2 separate regions of the Sus scrofa genome follow, and region 1 is linked to region 2. The links are chromatin contacts, called in public Hi-C maps. All regions are on one chromosome and are shown on one strand. The core of a region is the stretch at or near the end of the contact, and the rest is flanking DNA. Distances in the headings are between cores, read along the strand shown. Region 1 has its middle 43 kb from the start of PMCH. Region 2 overlaps LOC106510404 (a long non-coding RNA gene).

Region 1 (5,749 bases), core at 2,666-5,165, 420 kb before region 2:
CTCATCCCCTGGGCTTCAAAGGTACACAAAATTTCAGACTAGGAATAAGAGCATCATCAGCTCAAAGAGGCTGAGAATGTATTTACTTTTTTATTAGCTTAACTCGACCATTTTCTACTTTTCTATGCTTTTTTTCATTCCATGAAAACATCAGGGACTTGTGTTAATATTTGGGGAGATCACTTAGACTGACTGAGGCACTGACCCTGGCAAGTGAGGTTTTATGATCAGGGGGCAATAACTGGACCAAATATAAGACCTCTTTCTGTGGAGTTCATGGGGATAGTGTTTAAACCATTTTTAAGTGGTTTTTAAATGTAGCAGAACATAAATCTCACTCTGTATTTTTTCTTTATGAAGAACAAAGCCTCTAAAAATTCTTCTCTATTAATCATATTTAGGCCTTTTTATAAACCATGAATCACCTGACTAATGGCTTATTAAAATACCCACTCTAATACTTTCAACGAACTGCATGCATGTCCATTTACCCAAAGGCAAACACTGATATTATTTTTATAGAAATTACAGACATTTAATTTCCTAAGAAAACACAGCCTTGTCTGCTAAGTTTGAGGTAGGCAGTGAAGAAGGTAGGAAGCACCTTTCATACTCAAGCTCAGAATTCATGTTCCTAGGAAATGAAACAAAATCCACCTTCCCAAATCGAGGAGCTTTTAATTTCTTAAGTGGAAGGGGGAAGGGAGTGATAGTCATTTCAGTGGGCCAACTTTCTGTTTCCAATCTCATTTATCAGATGGTATTTTAGGATCCAGGGATTATCAGTTATTCTGATAGAACTGACAATTATTTGTGGTAGAAAAAGCAAGACAATAATAGGAGTAGCTGCTCATATTATGAGACAGGGGGATGAGGTGAGAGGGTAAAATAATCCAAGGTTTACATGAAAGTTAACCAGATATTCATTATTCCATTCCTATCTCCAGATAAAAATTTTTGTAGCATAATCATAATTCCTTAAATTGAAAATAAAGGTAAAACTCTTGTGAGAAATTGGTTTAACCAATACTTTGGTATTAGATAGAAGAGCTGGAGAGGTGTGTTTTATCTTTCATTTTCATGTTTAGCTTCACCCTTTGCTTTTTTAAGCCACAGGCAAATTCTCCACCATCTTTAAATGTTCTGATTCTTTTGCTAATTTGAATACTATTCTTTTAATTTCAAAGATATCAATAACTTTTCAAACTAACACATTTAGGAGGTTGGTACAGAAAGGAAAGAGAAGGAGGGTGAGAAAACAGATTAAAACCGTTTGGAAGTGAACTGGACATATTCCTGTATGGTACAAGTGCGATGTTATAACTCTTCCATGGTGATTTATTAACTGTTGAATTTTTAATTTCCATGTGCTTATTTATTGTGTGTTTTTTTTTTTTCCTTTGGAATGCCAAAGAGTGTCGCCTGGGTACTTAACCACCTGACTTGGTCTGATCCTCCTGACACATCATAGTAATCAATCTAGAGTTTGTACTTTTCATTGGAACACTGAAAATTTACAGTTCAGCAAAGATTGGAAAGGTAGTCACATTGGAACAGCACCAACATTGGGCATTAGCCACCTGAAGACAGCCAGATCTTTCACCAGAAAGAGACTCATGATGAGTTTTGGGACCCTGTTGACAGGATACTTTCACAATTATGGAAAACTTCTGAAAGCAACTTGATTGTATGGCCTTTTGATTTTTGCACAGCTTGGATGACATACTTGTAGACCTGAAGTTGATGGTGACAAAGAGGAGAGCCAGGATGGTGTCAGAAGCCACAGTGGTGATGCTGAAATCCCAAGGAAAGTAGCGCTATCAGTGTGGGGCAAGAACTAAGCTCAGCTGTCTTCACATTGTGCCAGAAACCTAGACCGTGTATTACAAAGGAAACTCTGTTGAGCAAATTCCCAGGCAACTCCCTCCCGTGTTCCTTCCCCCCATCACTGTCATGGAAGGTTGGGCCCCAGAAGACAAAGAGGAGTTAGATGGCATTGACTGGCTTCCAGTGACTCTACCATGGGCTTTTCCAATAAAGGCCGGGGAGAGAGAGGAAATAAAATAATCACACAATTGGCTCTTCCAAGTCCCTTCACTCCTTCCGATTCATGCCTTAGACTCTGATAACTAGTCATGTTTTGATATATGGCCTTCTAGACGTTCTCTTTTATATGCTAACTGGATATGTTCTTGTTTAATATTTCACTTAAAAAATCCCTTCTCCTTTTGCACTGAAAGGGTTCCCTCGTTGTTTTCTTTCTGCCCCTGCCCTAATCCTATTCCCCTGAAGTAGAGTCTAGTAATGTTTTGATATATAGCTTTCCAGACTTCTTCAATTATTTTATATGCTAACTGAAATCATGACTGTTTTTGCTGGATGGGACCTTGGGGATCATCTTTCCATATCTCTCTACTCCTCCCACTGTCCCCTCACTATAGGCTTCCAGAAGATACATAGGCTAAATGCCCCACCTTGAAACACCACCTCGACCAGTGATTGACAAAACTCAAACTAGAACCCAGGTGTTTTCAGTCCTAGTTAAATGATTTTTCTGCTGCAGCTCACCGTTCTATTTTTTTAGACCATTTCATGACCGAAAGAAGCACTTTCTGTGAGATGGATTTAAGTGGTTTATGGCCAGATTTACAAGATGACCATTCATTTTCTGATGGAAAACAAGCAGACAAACCAGCAAACTTCTCTGCAAATAGAAATGGCTGTAGTTCATCTCCTCTATTCCTCCTTTGGCTCTAGTGACTGGCCCACAGGCCCAGTGTGGGGCTTTCCTGGAGCAGCTTTCTTGTACTAAGCTCATCCTTACAGCCATCTATCATATAGTCAGCTTTTGCTTCTTATTCTGTTTTCTTATTGGTCACATGCTTTGGGCATAGGTACAACTCTCCCTGCTTTCTCTTCCAGTGCTTCCAGAAAGATTTGAGTTGCTGGTCTTCTGAGTATGTTCAGGGTGTTCCCCATAAAAACCAAGACTCTCCACTTGTGTGGGACATCATGTTTATTATTCATGTTTCATCAACTGAAAGGTATAGCTTTACCAGTAATTCTGGCCCACCTGAAACCACTAGTCTGATTTTTCTTTAAATTATTAAATAGACCTCTCTCCAAGCTTTCTAAGTTCAACTTGGGCAGACACATACATCCCATTATGTAGATATAAAATGCACACTTTCACAAAATAACGCTAATAAAAGCCTTGAGGTCTTACTCTACCTCAAACCTTCTTCCTCCCCAGTCACTCTCAGAACTTCTCACTCCCCTGGCGCACCTAGAAGTTCTAGGGTCACTCTTCACAGCAGGCCCAGGTCTTTGGTCTTTGTTCAAAGTCTATCATGTCTTCTGAGTTATAGTAAACATGCTTATTTTTAAACTACAGTCATATCTCTGACACAGACAGAATTCACAGTGATTTTTGGATATGGGTATCCTTTTTTTTTTTTTTTTTTTTTTTTTTTTTGCCAAGGATCTAATTTGAACAAACTTGAGTTTTCAAGGAAGAATGAATTCAGAGAGTAAATGCCAAAGAGGCCCACTTTGCTAATATAATTTGCAATTAATAGGGTACAAGTGAGCTCTTCTGAGTTTGATGGTGGTGGTTGTTGCCTGAAGATCTCTTTACTTCACATAAACCTCTGCCTGTTGTTGTTTCCCTTTGTGTGTGCTTGTGCATGTGCTGTGGGGGATTTTAAACAAGCATTGTTTTGTTTCATGTGATTGTGGAATAGTGCTTTTATGTTTACCTTTCATATCCACTTTAAGGATGGAATCTGTTTTACAATTGGGATTGCTGCTATGACCAATTCTGTAGCATTGCCTTAAGTTCAGGCACATGCCTCTGAAACCTTAATCACTAACAGATGCTGCTCTGAATCAAGAATTCCCCTCTCTGGCTACTCGGCCTGAGCAATGAGCTGCCTAACTTGGATTCTACAGGCTTCTTGAGAAACTCCACAGGCTGCCTTACTAGCACACTGGTAACATGCAGAAGATTGATATTTTCCAGGCCCAAGCAGGACTTTGAAAAAATACCTAGCAGTTGTGGAGAGCTATTTATTCTCCCCTCCTCCCGCAAGTGTTTTCACATACATGATCTCATTTTATCCTTCAAATAGTCCTTGGAGTTAAGTAGGAAAAGCAGTGTTTTCCCCTAGGAGCCTGAGGTTCAGAGATGTTAAGTAACTTGCTCAAGGTCACACATTAGCCTTGACTCCTAGTCTGGTGTTCTTTCCACCAAAACAACACTAATATTTACTTTGTCCTGTGTCATAATTGGCTAAAGTGTTCAGGTGCTACATGAAAACAAGCTGTCATTCTTATAGCTTGGATTTTATTAAATGTGTAACAGTTTTAGTATTTTTTCCTAGTCTGTATTAGGCAGTAATTTTGTGTTTATTGGGGAACAATTATTTGGGGAATTTTTTCAGTACATCCTGGTTTGGTGCAGCCCCAAATTTACCATTAAAAAATAAAGCCACCCATGTGTTTCTGAATCAAGGGGTCTCTTCTGAGAGCTAAGGCTTCAGTTTCCTAATTCAAAGAACAAAGGAAAACAGGACTAGAATTAATTATTAAATTACCTCCAGAAATTAACATAGGTTCTAATCTAAATTTAACATCTTACATCAGAATTCCTCTTGTGGAAGAGACAGTATTTGTCTGGAAAAACACCTTGGAGGTAGAACGTGAAACTTCCAGGATCTGAGTTTTCTGGAGAGGGAGAAGAGTAAGAATAGAGAAGAATTTGTAGAAAGGTATGAAATTAGGTACTGATTATATTAAGAGCCAACAGGGGAATCCCTAGTGGTGTGATTGCTAGAAAGGACGCTGAAGAAGAGGAATGGTTGATATGAAGATGTTTGCTCTGTAGAGCAGGCTGTGATTCTTCTCTGTGGTCCCGATATAGTCAGTAAAACCTGTGTTTTATGTGAATGGAAGCTTTCCTATGGGAATTAATGAAGAGGCTGAGTTTTACTTCTGAATTGACATAATATAGAACTGAGCAGAAGAGAGCAGATTAAGAACTCTTGGTAATTTGCAGAAATCTTGGGAGAAGTTTGGATTTCTGCAGACTGGAATTGGAGGCTTAAACTCATTTCACCTCACTATCCATGGGATGAATGTGATCAGGTGACATCTGGGTGAATACATGATGTTGCCTGAAGATATTATGAAAAATACTATTTTCGAAATACTCTCATGGCTTTAGAAGAACTAAGATATGATTATAGATGTTATAAGAAAGATGCACATCAAGAAAGTGAATGTGAACAAAGATGCTTGCAAACAGAGTAGATGAAGGATTAAAAACCTTGAAATACAGTTCCAGATTCGGCCCAGGTTGTAGAATTATTTTAACTAAGTTCTACTGCCTTTATTCTCTTTCCTATGCAAAATGTAATGGTAGTTCATATGCTTTTAATCTAACAGTCAGGGCCAAAAGGGGAATTTTCCAAATTTGGAAATATTTACTTTACAATCTTGAGAAAGTTTTCTTAGTCTGATAGAGAGAGGATGGGGGGCCGGGGTGCAAAGCACAGGGCAACAGAACCAAAGCATTTATTTTCAATGTGTCCTCTTTGCAGAGAAATATCAGCGCAGGTATGCTGCCTTAAAGATGAGGCCATGTCCTTACCTGTGGTATGTATATTAGAGTCCCAGTCTTCTTCACAATGTGACAGCTGAGATGACAACAGGATTTGATGAGGACACTTATGTTGAATAATGTCAGTCC
Region 2 (5,580 bases), core at 367-2,866:
CAGCTCCAGCCGGGCATGAGCAGAGCCTCACAATCCTCCACAGGAACAGGCCTGGGGCTTCTAGAAGTTTCAGAGTGGGGCATTGTTGAAATGAACTCTTGCTCATATTCAGTCCATCACATATAATTTAATGTATTATTTACAATGTAAAGAATACCCTGTCAGGGGTATGGGGAACAGAAAACCTCGTTAGTTTACATTGACTTGCCATGTAATTAGGCAGCTGTACTGGTAAAAGTATTCACCTAGAAGAGAAAATAGCCAGTTTTGGTGGAAGGCTCTTGAGTTACCCAGTGAGAATCATGGTTAGTCTCGAACGTTGATTTTTCTGTCTTAAAGTCTCTCTCTCTTTCTCTCAACCAATCAATTCTCTATACTCTTTTATCTCCTGGAAAAAAAAAAATTTCACCACAGCCACTATTTGCATTTCTTCTTCGAGACCTTTGATGCATGAATGCTTCTTGTGTGCAAGCTGGAGCTATGGGGTTTCTGATTCAGGTCAGAGTTACTGAAGCCGAAAAAAAATACGAAAGACAAGAATATGAAAAATTAAAGGTACCGTGAGGTGCTCTCTAGGTTAGGTCAAAGGATGCCTGTTAGGGAGTAGGGCATATCAAATGGATAGCTAGGATGAGGGCTGACCCTAGGAGGGCTGGAGAGACTTGACCTGGTTCTGGAGCCTGCTGGAAAGGCAACCATAGCGCCGGGGCCACAGGGCTGCGCCTCCTGCTCCTCTGCCATTATCTTGTCCCAGCTTCTGTTCCTGGCTTATTTCCCTCTCTCCTTCTTAGGTGGGGTGCTCAGCTGTTCTGGACAACAGAATGGGAAGTGGCTTAGATGCCCTGAAGCCTTGCTTTTGTGGTTCTGATACAGAGCATTAGACCTAATTGAATTTGAAAATAATATAGTAAGATGAAAGGAAATCCCACTTGAGCTCCTCATTTTAAAAAGAGTTAAAAAAAATGATGCGCGCCCAAGACCTGAACCTCAAAGAAGGCCCTCTGGTCCATGGAGGCAGACGGGGCCAGATGTTTTTCCCATCTGTGTTGTCCCTTCTGGCATGGAGGCTGCATGAGGGAGGGAGGCACAGAGCAGCAGAGCAGGCCAGCTTGCTGATGCTGCCCTCTTATTTAGCTCATGGAAATTTCATAGCGTCTAAGGTCTAGCTTTCCCCCTGGATTTGAGGGGAAACCACCTATAGCCCACTTGAACTAGTTTCATGGAAGGAACTTCGATACTGTGCAAAACTTCACCCAAGATTAATTGAACTTGACATCCTGAACGTCCTTTGCATGATGTACTAAGGTAGTATTTTTGAAAATGTCAGTATCTGATCCTTGGTGTGTTTTTTAGATGTCTAAAGTATTCCCAGTTCTCAAATTCCCTTTAAGAGCCTGGAATGCAATACATCTCCGAGTTTTCTTTATTTCGGACGAATCACCACCTCGCTATAGCAAAGCTAAATGTACTCCACATCAACAATTCATCACAGTCATAATTAAAAAAATCCTGAAGGGTATCCAGAGTGGCTGCCTCTGTTCAACACAAACCATTCCCTACTTTACGGGAAGTCAGGATCATGGGCCAGCTTTACATTAAATGGAAAGTGGACGCTACCATCTTGTGGACAAAATATATATAACACTGAAATCTGCTCGGGACTGCTTACCTTTCTTGGCATTACAGCGACCACCTCTCTCGTTCTGGATTCCCCCCAGGCCGTCATGATGACCGTCCCTTGCAGGTTGGAACTTCGGCCTTAAGTGGTCTTTGTCACCAGCATGAAGAAATGGGAGTTTACTGAGAAAATCGTGGAACACCAATGCCAGAGACCTGTGTCCTCATGTAACATTTTGACTCTGGCTTCTAGTTTTCATTTTTCCAATTGCAAATTGGCCCTGGTCGCCTCGTATGAGACACCTAAGTTTCTGGGTGGTATTGACTGGGTTAGGTTTACACAGTATCCTGTGGAGTTGAATGTTTTAATACCAAGATGAATCAGTTTATTAATTGGTTATTTTCTATTGAATGTGCAGATTGGTTAATTTTCTCCTGAATTATTTTTACACACACACACACACTAACTCCACACGCAGATACACACATTTCCCACTGGCCATGGTCCTAGAGGAATGACCTTCTAGAACGTGGAAACATGAAAAGTGTCATCACAGCTGAATAAAGAGGAAGACACAGAACCCCAGCATCCTAGGGTGGACAAGGACCTCCAAGTTCATCAAACCCAATCCCTTTTCTAATGTCTGCATCGCTTGTACAATATCCAGCCATTCTTTGAACCTCTCCTTCTAGAATATAAGAAGGTACTGGCAGTGGTAACCTCATGTGTAAAAGACAGGGAACCAGGTTTCTAGTACACATTTCCATGGATACATTTTTTTTTTGTTACTACACAGAGAGATGATTGAAATTAAGCTAGGCTCTAGAGAATCTCTGTGGAAGAGCCTATAAATATCAGTCTCTTTTCCCTGATGTAGAGGTCGTGGTCTGTTTATAGTATGCTACATGGCTGTTGCCCACTGGAGCCTTAAAAGATCTAAAGTTAGAACTTTCCAGTGTTAAAGTTCTTTCATCTCTCAGGGAAGCACGATATCTACCATAAGCTGAAGATGTTTTATTCCATCAGTTCTTTCTTTAAGCCGCACATCTAAGGGATAGCTGCGTGTGTGTGGTCCATATATTTTTCTTACCCAGGAAACTCATGACTTGCACGTTGGTCATAGAGCAAGGCACCACTTAAGAAAGCATCATTATGTTTATTTTGGGGGGGAGCACATAATATAACCAGTCTTTCATTGTTTTCCTGGCTGTGTAAAAGGAAATAATTTCATATCTTCTCCGTCTCCCACAGAGAAATTGCAGAGATTGTGGTAGCACCATCCCTCCTTAGTCTCACTAATCTTAGGGTTTCTCTCTCGATGGCAATTTTGCTCTAGAGAGGGGAGCCTAATTCGAAAGAAATAGCTTCGCCTTCACTTTACTGTCGTTGTTGAAGCACTAAGTTTCTGGAGATAGAAAAGCTCGGAAACCACCACAACAATGACAAAAACAGTGACAAAGACAGGCAGGGCCTGAGCAGGGATCTGTTGTCAGTACTGGCTCTAGGAAGGACACGTGAGAATTGGAAATTTTACTTCCCATACTTGAGTTCCAGGCCTTCCCGATCCATTTCACTTGTCTTCGCATTTTTTATTTTCTTGATCTCCCTCCTCCAGGGTCTTTGGTTTGTTTGGTTGTTTATTTTCACTCCATCCCGTGGTCAAAAGTATAACTGTAGTCTCTGAAGGGAGGTAAATTCTTTAAAAGGTCCAAGGAAGCTCTGAAAAGAAAGCTAAAATAGAAACTGTGCCTTGGTTAGCTGTGAAACCACCAGTGCTAACGTACCTTAAAATTAGTAAGAAAATGTCCCAAATCTGATAAGAAGGAACTTCCTGTTTTGTACTGTTTTCCACAATTTAGACATGGTGTTTTCAGTTTCCAGATATTTTTATGTGAACAATGGATTAATACTACTTTATCAGAAACATTTCACGGCTCTTCTTATGCTTCAGGCACTGCTGCATTCTTACCTATAGTTTTGGGATAACTTAAGTTACTCTGGTTTCCAGTCGAAGTTATCTCCAAATTAATAAAGGAACTCGATGGGAAAACAAGTCTCAATGTCCAGAAGGTCACTGGACAGTCAGCTCTTTATGCTCTTCTTCATTCTGTATTTGAAAACTCTGTGTAATAGACACAAAAGATAATCTGAGAGCTAAAGGCATTATATAAATTCCAAACAAGCTCAAGGATGGGACGAATGACATTGTTTATTGAATGTCTGTGATTTAACAGGTAGTCTGCCAAGAGTTCCATTTATAGAAAAAGTCTTCTCCATCTCCATCTCAAGCTCGGTGTCTGTAAACGGCTTGCCCAAGTCACAGAGTTAGAAGTATGACCTGGACACGTAGAGCCCACACCCTGCTTAGGCCATGCATGTGGTGCCTGCATAAAGATGGAAGTGTGGCCTGGGTGAGTTTCGATAGAAGAGTACATTTCATAATGCATGCCATCCACCTAGAGCATTTCCAGTGACCATTTGGCTCTGTAGGATTGGCTCTCGGGAGGGAAGTTGAAGTTGGCGATCATAGATTTTGTGGTCACCTGCAAAAATGCCAGACCTGACACTATGAGAAGGGGTGAGATCACTGAGGGATGACCTGGAAAGAAGGGGGAACCAATCTGAATCCTAGAAAATGCCCACAGGTAAGTGGGCGGCATGAAGAACTGAGCCTCTTGATTCACCACCAGCCCAACAGACAAGAAGGAGGGGCTTCATTTTTCTCCCATTTACAGGTGGGGAACCGGAAATGCAATGAGATACCTCATTTGTTCAAGGTCACACTTTAAATCAGCCTCCAACCCTGGACCCTAAAGCAGGGTCCCTGTCACCCAGCCATTGTTTTTTTGCCCCACAACTCGCCCTCTCTCTTTGCTAAGCCCATTATTTTTCTCCAGCGGGTGAGAACAAATAAACAAATTCCAGTGAGAGCACCCAACCCTGTCTGGGCTTCCATCTCTGTTGGGCTGAGAACTTTCTGGTCCCTAATTGAAATAAGCCCATATAAAGCTTTGGTGTGTGGAGGGTGGGAGGGCAGACAGTGGGGGAGAAGCAGGAGTCAGTTATTAGTTTTCTCATTTAATTAACTGCATTCAACAGAGCTAATGCCATAGGCAGATTACTAAAGGCCAGTAACACATCCCTAAGGGAATACTGGGGGCCCTTTTTTTTTTCAGCCCATTAGTGGCCAGAAGAACAGCCTCATAAACCCAGGTCCACCGAAGCCAAAAGCAAAATGTGTATAATTGGGAAAAGGTTGAAAACAATCCTGGATAATAAATTACACTTACTCAGTCAGTTCCTTTGTCCTTCCAACTCTGCAGCTCCCATCACATTTCATAAGGGAGCCACGGAAAAGAGGCAAATGCTGAGAGCAAGGCTGTGCTTACCAGACACCAGAGGGAGGCCTCTGAGATTAGTGAAATCAGTTGTTTACTTAGAGTCTGCTAACTGGAAGGGGGCGTCACGCCAGGGAGGCTGTGGCCATCTGCTTCCCTCAAGGTCCAGACCACGCACAGCCCCACGACTTGACCATTATCTATAGGAAAGTTGGCAGGAAGAGCTTAACAGAATCTCTTCTAATTAGGTGTTCTGATAATCTCAATTCCCGTGTGCAAAAGCCAGTTACCTACCTCATCTCCTTGGACCGCCCAGAGTTAACGTCTTCTCTGACATTTAATGCATCTTCCTCTCTGGGAGAGAGCTGCGGAGCAAAAGAGAGATGAGATGGAAGTCTGCAGCTTCCCAAGTGCCTTTTCTTTACTATGCTGATACATAAACACACGTACACACGCGCGCGCGCGCACACACACACGCACACACGCGCACACACACAACACACACACACACACACACACTGGTGTCTCGTGTGGATTGAAACCAGCTGGAATGCATTTGTCAGGGAGTGCCAGGCTTCAGTCGGTCTTAGAGCTTGAAATGAATCCTCCCTGTTTTCTGGGACG

The links. Hi-C and Micro-C count contacts between places; a contact is called where the count stands out from the background.
Region 1: a contact with region 2 is called in a Hi-C map of embryonic fibroblasts, with 2.0 times the contacts expected there. The contact joins two enhancer-like sites. A contact is called at or near these places in 3 of 47 Hi-C or Micro-C datasets (embryonic fibroblasts and epiblast stem cells).

The regions. Positions count from the first base shown.
Region 1 is chr5:81,973,362-81,979,110 of Sscrofa11.1, reverse strand. No RefSeq gene overlaps it. Among named protein-coding and RNA genes, the nearest start is that of PMCH, 43 kb to the left of the region's middle. Within about 2 kb of position 3,915, at least 6 of the 83 cell types and tissues checked have an H3K27ac peak or open chromatin away from gene starts, as enhancers often do. A contact at or near this core is called in embryonic fibroblasts, where this site is marked.
Region 2 is chr5:81,546,452-81,552,031 of Sscrofa11.1, reverse strand. It overlaps LOC106510404 (a long non-coding RNA gene), which reads right to left. Exons shown (of 6, transcript XR_002344191.1): 2 at 5,251-5,580; 3 at 4,909-5,156; 4 at 3,162-3,740; 5 at 1,670-1,768; 6 at 1-809. Among named protein-coding and RNA genes, the nearest start is that of PAH, 160 kb to the right of the region's middle. Within about 2 kb of position 1,616, at least 1 of the 83 cell types and tissues checked has an H3K27ac peak or open chromatin away from gene starts, as enhancers often do. A contact at or near this core is called in embryonic fibroblasts, where this site is marked.